Regions from separate parts of the Mus musculus genome. Here region 2 is linked to region 1. A link is a contact called in public Hi-C data. All regions are on one chromosome and are shown on one strand. The core of a region is the stretch at or near the end of the contact, and the rest is flanking DNA. Distances in the headings are between cores, read along the strand shown.

Region 1 (3,035 bases), core at 228-2,727:
GAAAAACAAACAACCAAAACCGAACCAGTTAGGGGCTGCTTGCCTCCTCCTCCTCCTCCTCCTCCTCCTCCTCCTCCTCCTCCTCCTCCTCCTCCTCCTCCTCCTCCTCCTCCTGCTCCAGCTGTTTGCCTGAGTGCATTTCTCCTTGCAAATAATAGGCAGGATGGCCTGTGCTCTGCTTGCTTTTTTATCTGCACTGATTCACACAAGGCAGACATTCCATTGCACTGAGCACAGAGGCTGCTGGAAACAGAGGTCAGCCTCTCAGCAGCCCTTCCTTCTCCCCCCTCCCCCACCGCAGTCTGTCCCTCCCCCTCCTTCTCACACAGAGTGCAGCCGTTTTCTCCCAGATCAATAAGAACTTACAGACCCATAGTACCTAAGGCTCAGAAGAGAAATTCTAACGAAGCAATTAAACTGGCGGTTGGAGGTCACTTTAACACTTACCCTTCAGGAAAGAAAACATAATGGAGTCACTTTTCCCTGATGACTACACAGAGCCACCCCCCAGCCAGCAAATGCTGTCTAGCATTAAACACTCATGACTTATCATCCCCAAAGTCAGAGGAGAGCTAACACCAGGCTGGAAAGCAGGCAAGCAGGAATCACGGACATTTTACCAAATTATATGAAGCCCAGTACAAGTCAGCTGTGTGTGGGAGCCTCAACATTTTAATAGAAGTGTTGAAAGAAATCAGTTTCCCTCCCTTTTCATTATAGCAGAATGAAATTCTAGACAACACATCTGTACCATGTTTTCTAAGTCCTCATGCAACTCAAAATAATGAGGTCCTATGTCAATGACAGTGTCCTCTGCAAATCTTAAAATGCACGGATCCCAGCAGGAGTACAGATGGCAAGGACTCATTCACTCATATAATTACGGTGTGTCTATTAGGAGGAATCCATGCATCAGATTTCTGCCTATGGGTACAGACTGCTGTGGGTTATATGAAAGAAGATGGATGGTATTTATTACCTTATTGCCTTAGTTAATTGTTCATCACAGTGATAGAACACCTGATAGGAACAACCAAAGGGGGAGGGGAGGTTGTATTTGGCCGATGGCTCTATTTTTAATTTTTAATTTGTTTCCTCTGAATGCTGAAGTTTGCCTTTCAGTCCTGATGCTCCAGCTTGGGGCTATCTGTGGGCTTGTCCTCCCTTCTAGATGAGCTGTGATCTGAACACACAGAGAGAAAGATGCGACTGCCACTCAAACCCCACTGTGCTTGCATTCCAGAGACTGAATGTGAGAGGTCCTGAGAGTCAGACTTTGACAGAATATTGCCCTTACCATCCATTGTAACCTCCTGTGGAAAGCCTTCTGGAGTACCACTTGGCAGGAGTCTGACATTGGCCAAAGACAAGGAAATGGGCTTTAGACAGGAATCTGACATTGGCCATGACAAGGAAGTAAGCTCAGGCAGGAATCTGACATTAGGGCATAATAAGGAAGTAAGTTTTGGCAAGAATCTAACTTCAGGCTGTAATAGAGAAGTAGGGAAAGGCAGGAATTTTAGTCTTAGGGTAGAACAGAACTAGGCTTCAGACAAGATTTTGGGCTTGGACAAGAAAGTGGGCTCAGGTATTTTGGTCATTATGACAAGCCCTTTTAAACTGTCATGGGAGTAATCACTTGCTGCTTTGTTAGTTACTTATTGTACTGTTTGCCCAAAATACTTGCATGTAATTAAAATGGTATAAAAAGTGGGTTGGACGTCAATAAGACAAAAAGGCCACCAACAGATTGGGAAAGGATCTTTACCTATCCCAAATCGGATAGGGGACTAATATCCAACATATATAAAGAACTCAAGAAGGTGGACTCCAGAAAATCAAATAACCCCATTTAAAAATGGGGCTCAGAGCTGAACAAAGAATTCTCACCTGAGGAATACCGAATGGCTGAGAAGCACCTGAAAAAATGTTCAACATCCTTAATCATCAGGGAAATGCAAATCAAAACAACCCTGAGATTCCACTTCACTCCAGTCAGAATGGCTAAGATCAAAAACTCAGGTGACAGTAGATGCTGGCGAGGATGTGGAGAAAGAGGAACACTCCTCCATTGTTGGTGGGATTGCAGGCTTGTACAACCACTCTGGAAATCAGTCTGGCGGTTCCTCAGAAAATTGGACATAGTACTACCGGAGGATCCAGCAATACCTCTCCTGGGCATATATCCAGAAGATGTCCCAACCGGTAAGAAGGACACTTGCTCCACTATGTTCATAGCAGCCTTATTTATAATAGCCAGAAGCTGGAAATAACCCAGATGCCCCTCAACAGAGGAATGGATACAGAAAATGTGGTACATTTACACAATGGAGTACTACTCAGCTATTAAAAAGAATGAATTTATGAAGTTCCTAGGCAAATGGATGGACCTGGAGGGCATCATCCTGAGTGAGGTAACCCAATCACAAAGGAACTCACACAATATGTACTCACTGATAAGTGGATATTAGCCCAAAACTTAGGATACCCAAGATATAAGATACAATTTGCTAAACGCATGAAATTCAAGAAGAATGAAGACCAAAGTGTGGACACTTTGCCCCTTCTTAGAAATGGGAACAAAACACCCATGGAAGGAGTTACAGAGACAAAATTTGGAGCTGTGACGAAAGGATGGACCATCTAGTGATTGTCATATGCAGGGATCCATTCCATAATCAGCTTCCAAACGCTGACACCATTGCATACACTAGCAAGATTTTGCTGAAAGAACCCAGATATAGCTGTCTCTTGTGAGACTATGCCGGGGCCTAGCAAACACAGAAGTGGATGGATCACAGGGCCCCCAATGGAGGAGCTAGAGAAATTACCCAAGGAGCTAAAGGGAACTGCAACCCTATAGGTGGAACAACAATATGAACTAACCAGTACCCCGGAGCTCTTGACTGTAGCTACATATGTATCAAAAGATGGCCTAGTTGGCCATCACTGCAAAGAGAGGCCCATTGGACACCCAAACTTTATATGCCCCAGTACAGGGGAACCCCAGGGCCAAAAAGGGGGAGTGAGTGGGT
Region 2 (3,035 bases), core at 139-2,638, 410 kb after region 1:
GTAAGCAAAGTGAAGCTAAAGGGAGAAACTCGGTCTGGGAGCTTGGTCATCACCACTCCCACAGAATGCTGGGTATAGTGGTGTGTACCTGGATTAAAACTCCTTTAGATAAGGACACAGAGGCAGGAAGACTCCCAGAGCTCACTGGCCAGCCAGTCGAGCTGAATCAGTGAGATTTGGTGAGAGACTCTTTCTCAGAAAATAACATGGGGTGTGATTGAGGAAGACAACCCACATTGACTTCTGGCTTACACATGCTTGCACAGACATATGTAGAGACAAACACAGACAAATAAATGCACACACACAAATAATAGTTTTTTTTTTTAAACTAAGAAAATTAAGACGACTTTTCTGTGAGAGAAGCTGTTACGTTATGGTACAACCTAGAGGAAAGGGTAATAAATAACAAAATCTGTAACCCATTTACTAATTTAAAGGGGACAAAAATGAGAGCAGATGCTATTGGTTAATAATTCAGTAACACTGAGAACACATGTAAAACCCATCCCTAGAGGCAGGGAAAAGGGCAAAGGAAGAATACAAGTGAAGGAAAAGTCAAGAGTCCACATGGAGCAGAAAACATTGACAGAAATTAGAGACAGAAAACCCTGAGCCACATCACAGAGGTCAGGCAGACCTGGGAACTCCTGAAACAACCACACAGAGAAAATCACAAGGTCTTCTAATTTTAAATTAGCTAAGCCTGATGCCTAAAGAGACACCATTCATCTAAAGGGACTATTGTGTAGACATAACATTGTGGAGTATTTGAGGTTTGGTTTGTTTGTTTGTTTGTTTGTTTGTTGTTTGTTTGTTTGTTTTTTGGTGTTTTGAGCCACAGTCTCATGTAGCCCAAAGTGGCCTTCAACACATAATCCTCCTGTCTTTACCTCCCAGGTCTTGGGATTCCATGTGCGATATGAGTCAGGGCTTGAATGTGCAAGCGTGCAAGGAAACCAAGTACACATGTATGCACGTGAAGGCATGAAGTTGAAATCTAGAACCTTCCTCAACAACTCTACTCCTAATTCGTTAAGGAAGGGCTTCTCAATTAATCCAAGAGATTGACAATACAACTAATCTAGCCAGCATGATATGGAAATTCAGTGTCTCTTTTGAGAACTAGATACACAGTCACCATGCTCATCCAGCATGCATGTGGGTTCTAGGAACCCAAACTCTGGGCCTCAGGGTCGCACAGGATGTACTTGAGCTGCTAAGCTATCTCACCAGCCTTTAAAATTTGCTGTCAGTATAAAGTAAAACAAACAATTAAGTCAATTCCTTCAGAAGCTATGAAAAGAAAATTGTCAAGGTCTCTCATTCTGAGGTAGAAATGTCAGAAAATAGGGAACAATGTTTGCAAAGTCTTAGGGGAAAATATTTTAAGTCTTAAAAAGAGGAAGTGACAGAGCTCCTGCCTAGCATTCACAAAGCCTTAAATTCCAAAATAGCAACAACGAAAAGTATTAAGGAAAAAAACAAAGAAAATGGAATTGCTATCCTGGAACTGAGTACCAGGGTTTCATAGAGATTGACATGTACACCCCATGGCTAAAATGAAAGGTTTATGCCAACTGACCAAGGAAGAAATAAAAATGAAGAAGAAATAAGGACAGCCTAATTTAAGTTGGCATATGTCAGGCATTTACAAGGGGATCAAACCAATGCTTCTAGGTTTTTAAGCAATAATTAGGTTTATATTAGGAAAGAATTTTCAAAGAAGAAAGCATTTATTAAGAAAATAACAACAGGTAAGAATACCACCTCTTACGCTGTATCTGAAATAAGCTGCAGTGGGTCAGTTTCAGTATTCTCAAATTACGTAGTTTTAAACTACAGATATATACTTACTTTAGGGTCAAAGATTCATACACACATAGAATGGAGGAGCTAGAGAAAGGACCCAAGGAGCTGAAGGGGTTTGCAGCCCCATAAGAGGAACAACAATATGAACCAACCAGTAACCCCAGAGCTCCTAGGAACTAAACCACCAAGCAAAGAGTACACATGGAGGGACCCATGGCTCCAGCTGCATACGTAGCAGAGGATGACCTTGTGGGACATCAATGAGAGAAGAGGCTCTTGGTCATGTGAAGGCTCGATGCCTCAGTGTAGGGGAATGCCAAGACCAGGAAGTGAGAGTGGATGGGTTGGTTAGCAGGGGAAGGGAGAGGCGGGAGGGGGTTTTTGGAAGGGAAACCAGGAAGGGGATAGCATTTGAAATGTAAATAAAGAAAAATACCTAATAAAAAAGAAAAGAAAAGAAAAATAAAACTGGGAAGAGAAGGTAAAGATGAGGGATACAGCAAGAGAGAGACTGAAAACTTCTACCAAGTACATAATAGCAATAACTAACAATTAGACATTAATAAAAGCTAGGAAATGTTTTATGCACAGAGCATAAATCTCATACATGTGATATACATGAACTTCTCAAAAATCAGAAATGAAAATCAAATACCAGTGGAAAGATATCAAAAGTCAATTTAGAAAAGAAAAAATATAAATGTCAAAATGTTAACAATAAAACCTACCACAATGGGTAAACAAGTCCAGATTAAGGTATTAATTTTGTTTCTTAAGGATGAAGTTTTAAAAGTCACAGTGGGGGATACAAACCCTCTTGGAGTTCAGGTCAGCTGTCACTCTTGCATGCTGCTAAAATTAGAAGAGGCATCGTGACAGATTTTTACACAAACCACATCAGCATTTAAATGTTCCACTATGAAGCACCTCTGCTTCTAGAATTTATTCAAATAATCAGAGGACAAAGCACATTCAGGGTACAAGCCAAAATCAGAGATGATAAATAACCTATGTGGCACACAGACAAAAAATGTACTTTAAGGAAAGATCTCTACATTTTACTACTGTGCCTCAAAAAGCATGCTGCAGAAGAAAAGTCATTACAATTGCCCAGATGATGTTCAAAGTTGTCATTCTGTATTCTGTACCCCAAAAATGCATACACACACACACACACACACACACACAGAGAGAGAGAGAGAGAGAGAGAGAGAGAGAGAGAG

The links. Hi-C and Micro-C count contacts between places; a contact is called where the count stands out from the background.
Region 2: a Hi-C map of bone marrow-derived macrophages shows a contact between it and region 1, with 11 read pairs. The contact joins two enhancer-like sites.

The regions. Positions count from the first base shown.
Region 1 is chr2:13,372,149-13,375,183 of GRCm38.p6, forward strand. All of the region lies in intron 31 of Cubn (cubilin (intrinsic factor-cobalamin receptor)), which reads right to left. Among named protein-coding and RNA genes, the nearest start is that of Gm13270, 100 kb to the left of the region's middle. Within about 2 kb of position 1,478, at least 189 of the 459 cell types and tissues checked have an H3K27ac peak or open chromatin away from gene starts, as enhancers often do. A contact at or near this core is called in bone marrow-derived macrophages, where this site is marked.
Region 2 is chr2:13,784,078-13,787,112 of GRCm38.p6, forward strand. The region is part of intron 2 of St8sia6 (ST8 alpha-N-acetyl-neuraminide alpha-2,8-sialyltransferase 6); the gene reads right to left. Among named protein-coding and RNA genes, the nearest start is that of St8sia6, 7.9 kb to the right of the region's middle. Within about 2 kb of position 1,389, at least 28 of the 459 cell types and tissues checked have an H3K27ac peak or open chromatin away from gene starts, as enhancers often do. A contact at or near this core is called in bone marrow-derived macrophages, where this site is marked.